Regions from separate parts of the Zea mays genome. Here region 1 is linked to region 2. The links are chromatin contacts, called in public Hi-C maps. All regions are on one chromosome and are shown on one strand. Each heading gives the region's core, a stretch centred on a gene start, on an enhancer-like site or on the middle of the called end of the contact. The rest is flanking DNA. Distances are from core to core; before and after follow the strand shown.

What was found. Hi-C and Micro-C count contacts between places; a contact is called where the count stands out from the background.
Region 1: a contact with region 2 is called in a Hi-C map of leaf, with 4 times the contacts expected there. The contact joins the promoter of LOC100282616 here to the promoter of LOC103653486 in region 2. A contact is called at or near these places in 3 of 25 Hi-C or Micro-C datasets (ear, leaf and tassel).

What each region holds. Positions count from the first base shown.
Region 1 is chr4:88,371,203-88,377,136 of Zm-B73-REFERENCE-NAM-5.0, forward strand. LOC100282616 (DCN1-like protein 4) reads right to left here and starts at 2,021. Exons shown (of 10, transcript NM_001155524.1): 1 at 1,791-2,021; 2 at 124-204. The coding sequence starts at 1,842.
Region 2 is chr4:88,182,981-88,189,041 of Zm-B73-REFERENCE-NAM-5.0, forward strand. It overlaps LOC103653486, which reads right to left and starts at 4,647. Exons shown (of 2, transcript XM_008680376.3): 1 at 3,970-4,647; 2 at 1-3,734. The coding sequence starts at 4,082. The coding sequence ends at 3,623. It overlaps LOC103653487 (replication protein A 70 kDa DNA-binding subunit A), which reads right to left and starts at 4,863. Exons shown (of 9, transcript XM_035967298.1): 1 at 4,657-4,863.

The sequences.
Region 1 (5,934 bases), core at 771-3,270, 190 kb after region 2:
ACACAAATCCATGCATGTAGAAAACTAGAAATATAATCATGCACACTCTTAGCACACCAAGATAGAAAAAAAACAAGCAATTTTACAATTAATTGATGAAGAAAAGGAATCAGTGAAGCTCACCACGTTGTGCTTTCCTGCTGGTCAGGTTTGTACTGACTCCTTTTCTTTTTCTGTTTTGTTTTTCATTTACTTGTTCCACACCTAAATATAGTTGTTTGTTTAGTATTCATTCATATATTTATACCCTAAAACAGAGATCACAGGATCCCCCACTCCAATGCATTTGATGAACAATATACTGAGATGGTTAAAAAAAGGAGACCCAGTGCTGGAGGCTCCCACAAGAATGGGGTCCGGGGAAGGATAAACCGAGGCAAGCCTTCTCCACTCAAATGGGGAGAGAACCCGCGAACTGGTGATTCAGTGAGACAGCTCTTGTCACTACACCAGGCCTGCCCTACGATGGGTAGATGTAGTAAAAATGAAAGCTAAAACTAACCAAGCACAAGATCAGCTGATGGGTAGATTATTTGGAATTAATTAACGAACTTGTATTTACATGATAAGAACTTGATTAAGCTTCTCAAATTCAAGGATTCATGCAGTGTAATTGAATATTAGAAAGTACCGTGTGAAATCATGAGAGCTAATTAAATGCCCATGCACAAAGAGAAAAGGCAAACAGGTCAATTGGGAGATGAGCCAGCATAAGAGGATCTGGGTTAAGTGAGAAAGCAAAAGAAGAAGAGCACAATGTCAAGCTAGTGTTAATTGCAATCACATACAAATTAGGTTAATCATCTTAATTATGAAAAGAAAGCCATTCTTGTAGTTCCTTACCATCACACAAAATTACCGAAGAAAGATTCAATCATGAAATTTAACTTCCTGCAGTTATCAACCTAGTAACATCTCCAACAATGCCTTAAATTAGTGCTTCAAATTGAAATATGAGGCTCTACGTAGAAAAAACTACTCCAACAGTTCCTCATTTTATAAAATTTGGTTAAAAAATTATAGGGCACACTCTCAAGTGCCTCAAATATACTACACCGTAGTGTGCTGCCTTATAATCTAGATTTGAGGCTTTACCGTTGGAACGGGATGTTTTGTTGGTGCCCTAAAGTCTATAAAATATACTTATTTTTAAATTATAGGGCATTTCTATAGGTCACGTTGTTGGAGATGCTCTTAACTAAAAGGGGTTATATGGCCAACACAGTGATAACAACTAACAAATACTTCCTTAATTTGAGGGGAAAGCATACAGTTCACACCTAAAACCGCAATCTAAGGTTCTCATAGTCTAGAAATCACAAGAAACGCAGTAAATTGAGTCATTAGTGCGAGTTTTTGCTCTTTATCTTTACATGCAAATAAATTCACATAGATTGGCAAAGAATAGACCTGCAGATTGCATCCTTTTACAACGAAGACACATCTGTTACCATCAGATAGAAGGAATCCAAGGCGAATTCCACATCAAATTCAGCCCAAGATTCAAGAACCCTTTTACAACCACCACAACGCCAAATCGCCAAAATAATAGCCTGAATCTACCACCACACCCTCCCAATCTCGAGATGGACGATTCATAGCTCCCACATACCGAATTTGACGATCGAAAAACCGTACTATCGAGTGCGCTCCAGCACAGCGCAGCCTCGAGATTGGATCTTCCAGAGGAAACCCGCATCCAATCGGGAAAACAGAAACCCATCCGCGGAACTAGCGAGCCGATCAAGGAACTAGGGGAAGGAGGGAGGGATCCAGGGGTGGGGCGTTACCAGCGCTGGCGGTCGCCGTAGACGACGACGATTTCTTCGAGGTGCGCCTCATGGCGGCGGCAGGCTGGCTTGCTCCTGAACCCACCTTCTTCCGTCTCTGATTCGGGACCACCTCAGGTTCTCCTCTTCACCTCGCGACTAGTTCTTCCTTCTCGGTTGGCGAGTCCCGAGTTCGCTGTCGGGGGCCTCGGGGGAGCCGGAGAGAAGGGGAGGAAGAGTGGAAGACTAGGAGGGGCGCTGGTGGAGGTGGAACCCTTTGTTCTTATAGGATTCGGCCCACGTGCGGGCCCGGATGGATACACGGGCCACCGCAGGTCCGCAGACTATTTCAGCATACTGCATACTTACGCGGTGCCTATTTAATACTCGTACGATATGAATTAAACTTTATTAAAAAACAAACACTCTCTAAAATAACATTAGGTGCTAATTTAGTGACCAAAGAAAAGAAGAAGAAAAATCTTCTTACTATTTAATTTTAAATATGAAAAGAATTTCTCTCTTATTTCCATGGTCATCAAACCAGTCTTAGGTGTGGTCGTGTAAACATGACTGAGATCTTACTTTTAACGGATCCGTTTTTACCAAGATCTCACAACCTTTTTCAATTTCACATTTAAAAATATTTAAAATCTTAAAACTATATTCATGAACAAAAAATGTAAAATGGTGATTGTCTCCTAACAATGGACAACATAGATTTAATTATAGAAAATTAAACTTTCTTCGCATAGGGTTCTAGAGATGACCTAGTGGTACCACTAGAGGGAGAGGTGGCATGCCCCTCCCCTATATAAATTATTTTTTTTGTAGGGTAGTGTCGTGGTTCCGGAAACCGGGGACACAGTATAATTTATGATTCGACAGAGGAGGTTAGCACGGATAAACTCTGAATGGTGAGTCGAGTGACTCGAGAGGGTTTATATTGATTCAGCCAAGTGCTCTACGTTCAGTGTAGTGTTGATCTTGTATTCCTCTAAGGGGCCGGTGGGCCTAAAACGTGTTACAAGGTGTGTAGGTGAGAGAGTGAGTGAGAGAAGAGCATAGTTTAGCCTAATTTTGCCCCATGTTCCTATTTTGTCGTCCCCCTTTTATAGTTCAAGGAGGAGGCTTGTATGGAGTGAGGTTGGTTACAATGGATGAGAGTGGGGCCTACTATTCATCGGAGCTCTTTTGGTGATGTCGCCTTCTGATGCGTGCGTAGGCACACGCGCGAGATGGTGTGTCGCTCCGCCGAGTCCCATCTGAAGAACCTTGTTCTCAATGCAGGCTCTGGTGGGTCCCATATCACAGTGTTGAGGATGTCGTAGGCCGTACATGTGTATGCCCTGTTGGGGACTTGTTCTTAACAGCTATGAATTAAGAACAAGGCAACATAGAAATTGTTAAATGTTATATTCCTTCGTCCTTCGAAGCATTATTTCCCTTGGGATATAATGGATTCCGAACGAAGGTTATGAAGATCACACCTTCATAAGCACAACAAATAATGAAGAAGGATTTATATAAAATATGAAAAATAATTTAAACACATGATTGTTATCATTAACTTGTTTCTATTTCATTATTATAGAAATAATGACAAATTACAAAATGTACCTTCGACTTGAAGGAAAGTAAAAATACCAACGTGAAGCAAAAGCAAATGCCCAATGCGTAATTACAGGAGCGCGTGAACAGTACAGGGGTACTGTTCACCTATTTATAGGCACAGGGCGCAGCCTGTGTATAATTACATTTATGCCCTTTACAATGAACTACAATAATGACATAGAATATCATGGGTCTTTAAGTCATTTCATCTTTAAGTCGGTTCACCCCTTCGTCTTGAGACATGTCACTGTGTCGAAGCTTTATAGTCGATAGCTTCGGCGCTGCTTTGGAGAGGATCTGCCGAAGGTGTTTATTTCTTTAGGATCTTCGGCTACGAAGCATACCCCCAACAGTAGCTCGTTCGCGGTGCTAGATCGTTTTTCGTAACGAGCTTGATCCGTGAAAAATCTTCTAGGCTTCGGGATGCCGAAGATCCAAAAAACACCTTCCCTGAGCTCGTTGGCGAGAAACGATTAAAATAATCGTCGCACGCGCGACCCATCTTGCACCAATTACGCGCTCGCCAGCGATTCACCTTCTCGAACTATGTGGCCCACCGTTCAGTGAGTGCGGGTCACTGTTTGTTCGGTGCTGGAGACCTTGCCGATTCACCTTCCCACCTGCAGCACTATATAAACAGACGGGTAGGTGTGAAGTTATCACAGCATTCATTGCTACTGTACTGTTTTGCTGCCAAATTTTTAGTCATAGCCGAAGCTTGATCATCGTGCTCAGACGAAACCTCGCTTGTGAATCTGCTTCGGCACAAGTGTAAGAGCTTCGGAAAAAACAAAAAAGCCAACACCAAAAATTTCAAGTAAGTCATAATCAAATGGACAGAGTTCGCTCTACTGCAAGAGTCGATCGTGAGGGAGACGAGACCGAAGCTGTTGAAACTGTTCCTATTTCGGAAGTAATGAAGCGATCTAGGTTGGTAACACCGGAAGACGTCCCTGCTGCCGAAGCAGAGCAAGCTGGTATTGAAGAGACCGATTCTGAAGATGATTACAACATCGCAGTGCCGAGCAAGCCTAGCCACCGGGACTTCGGAAAGTCCACCATCTCCGAAGCTGATTTTCCTAAGATGGTGAAGTTGGGCTATTTTAGCGAAGATAAGAAAGAGTTGATTCGCTTCGGTGGAGAAGAAACTACTCTGAAGCCCGAAAAAGATGAAATAGTAGTTTTCAAGAGTTTCCTCAAAGCTGGTTTGAGATTCCCTTTAAATAGGATGATTGCCGATGTGCTAAAGAAGTTTGGGATCCACTTTAATCAATTAACTCCTAATGCTATCGTTAGGCTTAGTGTTTATATTTGGGCTCTCCGAAGCCAGGGGGTGGAACCGTTTGCCGAAGGTTTCTGCCGGGTGCACGAGCTACATTACCAAACCAAGGCCAGAAAGGATGGGTTACATGAAAATTTTGGTTGTTACAATTTTGCTTACCGGAAAACTACAAAATTTCCTGTGATCAGCTACCAAAGCAAGTGGCCGGCAGGTTGGAAATCGGAATGGTTCTACGTCAAAGTTGACGACGACAAGGAGAAGCTGGTCCAGAATCCGCTTGAACTGATCTTCGGAGAGACCAGACCCCAATGCAATATGACACCAGAAGGTCCAACCCAAACTGCGCTGGCTGAATTCAGGATTATCGCAGAGCACATTGGTACTAGAGATTTAGTGCAGGAGTTTCTGGCTTTCAAAATATTTCCAACTATGAAGGAATGGGCTATGCCGAAGCTTGAAGGAGAGAAGAAAGAGGGGGAACTTGTCCGACTGCCCTACCACTACAAGTTCAAGAAATATTTCAAAGCACCCTGCCAAGAATGGCTCGAAACAATTGAAGTAATGTGCACCGAAATTCTTGGGAATTATTCTAAAAAAGAAGATCAATTGATGACAGCTGCCTTCGGCATCCGACCGAAACGAAGGCTAAACAGGGTACTGGATGCTATATGCTTTGAATATCCTGATTATGAGCGACTTGACAAGGGTGCCGAAGGGCAAAAAAGAAAAAGAATAGCTGGCGCTTTGAACAAAGACGACGAAGATCAATCAAAGAAGAAGAGACAAAAATTTGAATCGAAAGTATTAACTTCGAAGAAAAGAAAGGACTCAATCCCAGAACAAAAATCAATTGATGAAGAAGAGAAGACTTCTGTGACATCTTCTGATGCTGAAATAGAGGAAATTCTAAAGGTAATGACTGAAACTCTGTCTGTCAAACTAAGTCCATTGGGGCTTCATCTGACGAAGCTTTTCCATAATGAAAAGGAGCCCACAAAGACAAAGGCATCTAGGCCAAAAAAGCAAAGGATTGTTACCGTGACAGAAGTGATTGAAACACCACCACCAAGAGCTCCAGCTCCGAAGGTGCCGGCAATTGAAAGCATGACAGCTACTGAAGCTGTACCTTCGGAAGCTGTCACATAAGAAGCCAGAGCCGAAGATGCCAACTCCGAAGGTATTAATTTAGAGAGCATTGCCGCTGATATAGATAAAATGCTGCTAAACATGGCCGCTGAATAAACTGCTGCAGCCACCGAAGAGACCACG
Region 2 (6,061 bases), core at 3,397-5,896:
AGCAACTCCTGATGATGCAACTGTAAGGACAATCTTTCTTATAGCTCTAAGGTATGATACAATGGCATTCCATAGAAATGTTTTCCCAGTTCCTCCATGTCCTGAGACAAAATAGAAGTTTGGATTGTTGCTAAGCACAGAACTAACTATGGTATGAAAAGCATTCTTTTGATCTTTGTTTAGTTGTATATATAATTTGTTTGCTTCTTCTTCTAAGTAATTTATATCATAACTCATTTCTTCTTGGATTAGTCTGTTTATGTTATCAATATGTTTTGTGTGTTGTCGCCTGGGTAAATTGTAGTTATTTATTTCCTGCCCATTCTTAGAGAATAGCTCTTCTAGTTCTTCAAGTAAATAATGTTGTAGTTCTAATTCAGAGGGTGTATATTTGATAGGGTGGTATTTTTGGATAAGATGTTTGTGAATGTCATCGACCATTGTGTGCCATGTGGTGTTGAAAAATTCTTTTTCATCTTTTATTTGGCAATATGTTAGCATTATGACAAATAGATTGCGTAGTTCAAATGATGTTGCCCAATTAGTTGCTTCTTGATATGTGCGATACCACTCATTGTCATCGTCTAGTAATCCTCTAGCTGCGCAAGCCTCTTTAAAGGTTTGGTATAAAACACCATTATACGTTCGTATATCTTCATAGTTTTTAGCACCTTTAACAATCATTAGAAGCATTCTTAAATAGAATCTTTCACCTTCAGCAGGGTTTACATAATAGAGCCTTCCAAATTTGAAACCATGTTGTCTTTTCTTCCATTGTCTTTTTTCTCCATCCCAACGCCATTGTTTGGGAAACTCATAGTATGTTAATTCTTTTGCATCTTCATATTGCTTATTTGCATTAAACCATTCAGTTAGCATTGTCTTTCTATACTTTAGATCTTTAGCTATGTCTATCAATTTATCATTTGATTTCATCTTAATTATATTCATCAATGGTAGATGAACTGGCAGTCTTTCTATAGGTGGCCAATGGTAATGTATCTCGTATCCTAATAATCTCCAAAGAGCATCTTGCTCGCATATATATCTGCAGTCTAGATATTCTTGTATCTCATCTATAGTTTCTGCTTCTTTGTTTACATGTGATTCTTCTCCTTTTTGGATTTTTTTGAATATAACCTTTGCTCTATCAGGTCCTTTGTTTACATATTTGCATAAATATTTCAAGACTGTACTCTTGTTTACATATTCAACATTTATATGAGCTTGGTATCTTTTTAATAGTTTTAAATTATGTGGCACAACCCATTTGTTGTCTAAGTTGTGTTGTTCTCTTCTGATGAAAATCCCATTGTTCCTCCTTCGATATATTGTAAAGCCATTTTCAGAGAATGTAGTGTTTTCTTCAAAATCTTTGGGGTAAATTTTGGAGCATTTGCCTTTTTTCATGCATGGACAATTCCAATTTTTATCTCCGCACGGTCCATGCATCATATGTTCAGCAACAAGAGCATATCCCAAAGGATCTAACTCGGGATCTGGTATTTCAGCAGATATCCACGAATCTATTGTTTCTGTAGTTATTTCACAACCTTTCTTGTCTAACCAAATTAATGTGTGCACATGTGGTAGACCTCGTTTTTGGAATTCTATAGAATATAGTAGTGCTAGTACAAGGCCAAATACCTTTCCTGATTGTAAGTCATCCAAAAGTTGTTGTAGTTTCATATGAAAAACACGGACAATAATATCAGGTCTATCATTTGGATGCTCACCTGGTAATAAACATGTTGTTATTTTAGGCCATTTAGGGTTACAAGTGCATGTAATAAAAAGATCTGGTGGCCCATAGGCACAACAAATAGCAATGCCATCATGGTAATTTTGTATCATATACCGTTTTGATCCAACATGGCTAGATGGTAATAACACCTTTTTTCCTATTCGACTGGCGTCATATATTCCTTTTTCTACTGCATCAAAAATACCTTGTACATATTCAGCTCGTAATTTTGATTGATTTCTAACAATATAATCAAGCCTGTCTTCATCCTCCATTGCTCGACCGTCTACTACTACTTGTTTTGATAATCGGCCATAACATAACCAGGGATTAGGCTGATTAGGTCTATAGTGCACATGATATTTCAAAAATTCATGCAAAGTTACTCTATCTCTTTTGGAGTCATCTCTGTTTTGACTAATGTGTTGTCCATGGTATTTAATACCTAGTTGAAAGCCTCGTTCGCCATATGGAAATAGGAGCGGGTATTGTAGAGGCATATATGCTGGATGGAAAATAGATATCCTTTGAAGGCTATTTTGGTGTGTGCTAACAATGATGTCCCGTTTGTAGTTCTCAAGTGATAAATCACCTACAATCAGCATAGCTAATTCTTCCTGATGTGGCATCTCATATTGAATTCTATCAGTTTCGTCAGCGCCTACTATTCTAATGCTTACATCTATGCCTTTGTGTTCTTCGAGAAAATCACGAGCTTGGCGGAATATTTTTACTAATGGATTATATTCGTCGAGCATTTTTTTAGCCCTCTCACTATTTCTGGATCTATGTCTTGCTCACCTGGTTCTTCATTTGTTAGAGCCCTAATTCTATTTTCAATTTCATTCTTTGTATCAAAAATATATAGTTCTGCAAATTTGGGGCAATTGTCTGGTAAGGGTAGTAATGATCCTATTCGATGATGTATTTGGCCATTGACACGAAACACATATGGTCCCTCACCATCATTTATTTTTTTATCAATATTTCCCCCCATGGAAGTAAATGCAAACATGCTATTATATTGTCTTATTTTTTGTAGAAAATGTTTACATCTTGTGTCCATTTTTCGTTGTATTAATTCATTAAGAAAAGTTGGGGGTTCTTTATATTTTGGTATTCTGATTTTGCCATTTTTGCAGCAGTTCGAATATATTGGTTCCTGATTATTGTGTCTCGTCATGGATTTATTGCGTTCATTGAACCAGAAAATTGCATCGCAGTGTCTACATTTGTATTCTAGTTTACCAAGGTATGATCTGTCAGTGTATGATTCTTTCAGTTGCTGGATATACTCGGATGGGAAATCAACCATTCCATTATGGGAGTTCAAAAATCTTTGTATGCAGATCTTTTTGTTGGAGGGTTCACAGTTTTTAGACATCTTCCTCTTTCTAATCCTTTCACCGCGTCTTATTTTACTCTCTTCTCCAAAAAAGTTACTGCTCTGTAAGACTTGCTCACTTCTTTTTCTTTTCGTAGGGTGGTCAATATCAATGCCTTGTTTATGACTTCTTATTATTTTCCCCATGTCTATATCCTATGTGATGGATGCATGGGTCCAAAAAGATAAAATGAAAATATACTGTTAGTAACCAATGAATTGTACAAAAAATATTATATGCAATGACTATACATTGAAATGCACACAACTAAATTAAAGCTATAGTTACATGCATAGTACAATTGAATGTTACAAATACTGCTTTTATTAGCCAGTGTTATGTCTTTATTTATACTAATGCTATTCACATACTATGGAGATTTAGACCATTGGAAATGCACTTTGTAATACTTAACTTGGTGTTCTAAAACATAAGATAGGTGTTCTGAAACATAAGATATGAAATTGCACTTGGTAATACTTAGTGTGGTGTTCTAAAACAGAAGAGAGGTGTTTTGAAATAGAAGAGAGGGTACATATTTGAGCATATGTAGAGCCCAGGTACCTCGCTCTACAACATCAAGGATTATCTTGTCATTCATAAGGTACGCCGCTCTACAACATCAAGGCTTATCTCGTCATTTAGATTATGTAGGCTATATGCAAATATTCGTTATACATTGGTTGGATTGCACCCAATATTCTACTTCTTGTTTAAATTTTTGATGCTTTCGTTCCAACCTTTATTTTTATACTTTCTCATAGTCTGTCATTGTTGATTGAAGGTCACTTTTAAGAGCTATTGTCATATTGATTTTCCTCATTATTTATCTTTTTTAGAGTTAAAGGCCCTTTCTTCAGTCTTTCACTATTAAGACACAATTTCATGTTGCAAAGATCTTCAATGGATGATATTGATGACGATATATAAGGGATATCACTCTTGAGCCACATAAGCTTGATGAAGAGATTGTTGAATCTAATCTTGAGCTTGAAGCAGACTTTGTACAATTTAAATATGATGATCGATCACAAAAGGTACTTCATTCTGTTGCCACAAACATGTTTAGCGACAAGGAGATGTGCTGCTAAGTCTGTTTTTACATGGAAGATGGGAAATGGACATAAACAGTGAACATGAAGAAGGGTGTGCTAGATGGAAAGGAAACCGGTCAAGCTGATTGAATAAGAAGAAGTCTCTTAACTACTATAAATCCATCCATGAAATGGAGAAGATTAATGCTAAGCCACTTCAAGAAAAAAGGTTGGGTCTAGTCGTTGTTGTCTCTATACTGGCAAAGGGAATGCGGAGATACATTTCGAGAAGAAAAAGGCAATGATATGGAGGTGTTTTGTCTTTCATTGATAAAAAATTAGAAATGAGCAGGTGATGAATGTCACATGAATATATTTAGCTATTTCAAATGGAAACCAACTTTGTTATTGTACTGGCTTTTGTTCATAATAAAAACACAGAAGGCAATGGAAAATCTACATGCAAATGTTTTGCTAAAGCTTTGATTCATACCTTTTTGTCTTTGATGATCCGGTTGTGACTATTCCTCTCCTTCCTTTTTTTTTACTTTTTTCTTCCTCAAGCTGGGTCTGGGTTAGCTATACGTCTCGGCAGTCACTTTCCTTTTTTTATATATGTGCGCTGTTGTGACTCTTCCTCTTCTTTTTCTATTTCTACTTTTTTTTCTTACCTTTATCTTTCCTATGTGGGTTCCACTCTGGCCGACATGTGCATGCACTTTCTTTTTTATATAGCTTTAGACCCTTTCAGCGTTTGCCACGTTTCAGTTTCTGGAGATTTCCAGAGGGGCCCTTGCTGTATGGATGTTATCTGACGGATGACATTGTATCAAAGGATAGATCAACGGTATATAAATATCATGGTGACGTGGATGCTCTCCCCAGCGGCGAAAGTGCGCTGCTTTCGTTTTAAAAGATAGGAATCGCCTCCGCCGGACTGGAGGTGACAACCGTCAAGTACTAAAGCAATGACAATATGGATAATACGTCTTCCCCTTTTTAAAGGGCTTGTTTAAGAGCAAGATTGATACAGACGATTGAGTGACTACTTACTATTCAAAATTGAATAGTAAATAATTCTAACACTCTTAATCTCCTACATTATCCTTACTAATAAACAACCCTTAAGTTTATTCTAACTAAACATTTCTAACTTTAACCATTAATTTTAAAATTGCATATAGTAGTTCGCAACACGTGAAATATTATTATGAAATTATTCTACACATTGAAATCTAAACTATTAACCTTATGTTGTTTATCTATACAATCTTATTAAAATAATAATGGTTCAGACAGAAAAGTTTGATATAAATAAAAGTAATAATATGCATATAAAAAACAGTGATAATTGAGTTACCCGTTCAACTGGTTCCTTTTGACAGCGACACATTATATATATACTAGTCGGTTGTTCGTGCGTTGTGACGGCTCAAAACAATACTCGCGTAAACTATTCATAAAAAGATTTCAAGATTTTTTATTGATTTTGTCTCCGCTCTCCGCATAATATTTTTTGATTTGACTAACTCATGTTATTGTTTACTCTATCCAATATATCTTGGTACAACACGGTCAATGAAGGGAGCAATTAGAAGAGAGTTCACAACGACTGAATAAACGAAAGAGATTATAGAATGACATAATTCCACCATACAGAGACCAAACAAGAGGAAGTTTGTGAGTTCAAGTTTCTAAAATAAGTCACATGAACTCAAACTTATAAAAAAAGATAGATCAAAATATGGAGTGGTTGCTAAACGGGATGCGCTCTATACAAATTATTGTACTTCGTAGCAATTACTAACATTTAAAACCAACAAATAACTTTTTGTTTTACTGTTAGTGTGACAAATCATTGTTGCTTTATCCAATTCAGCAACTTCAAACACCATGGA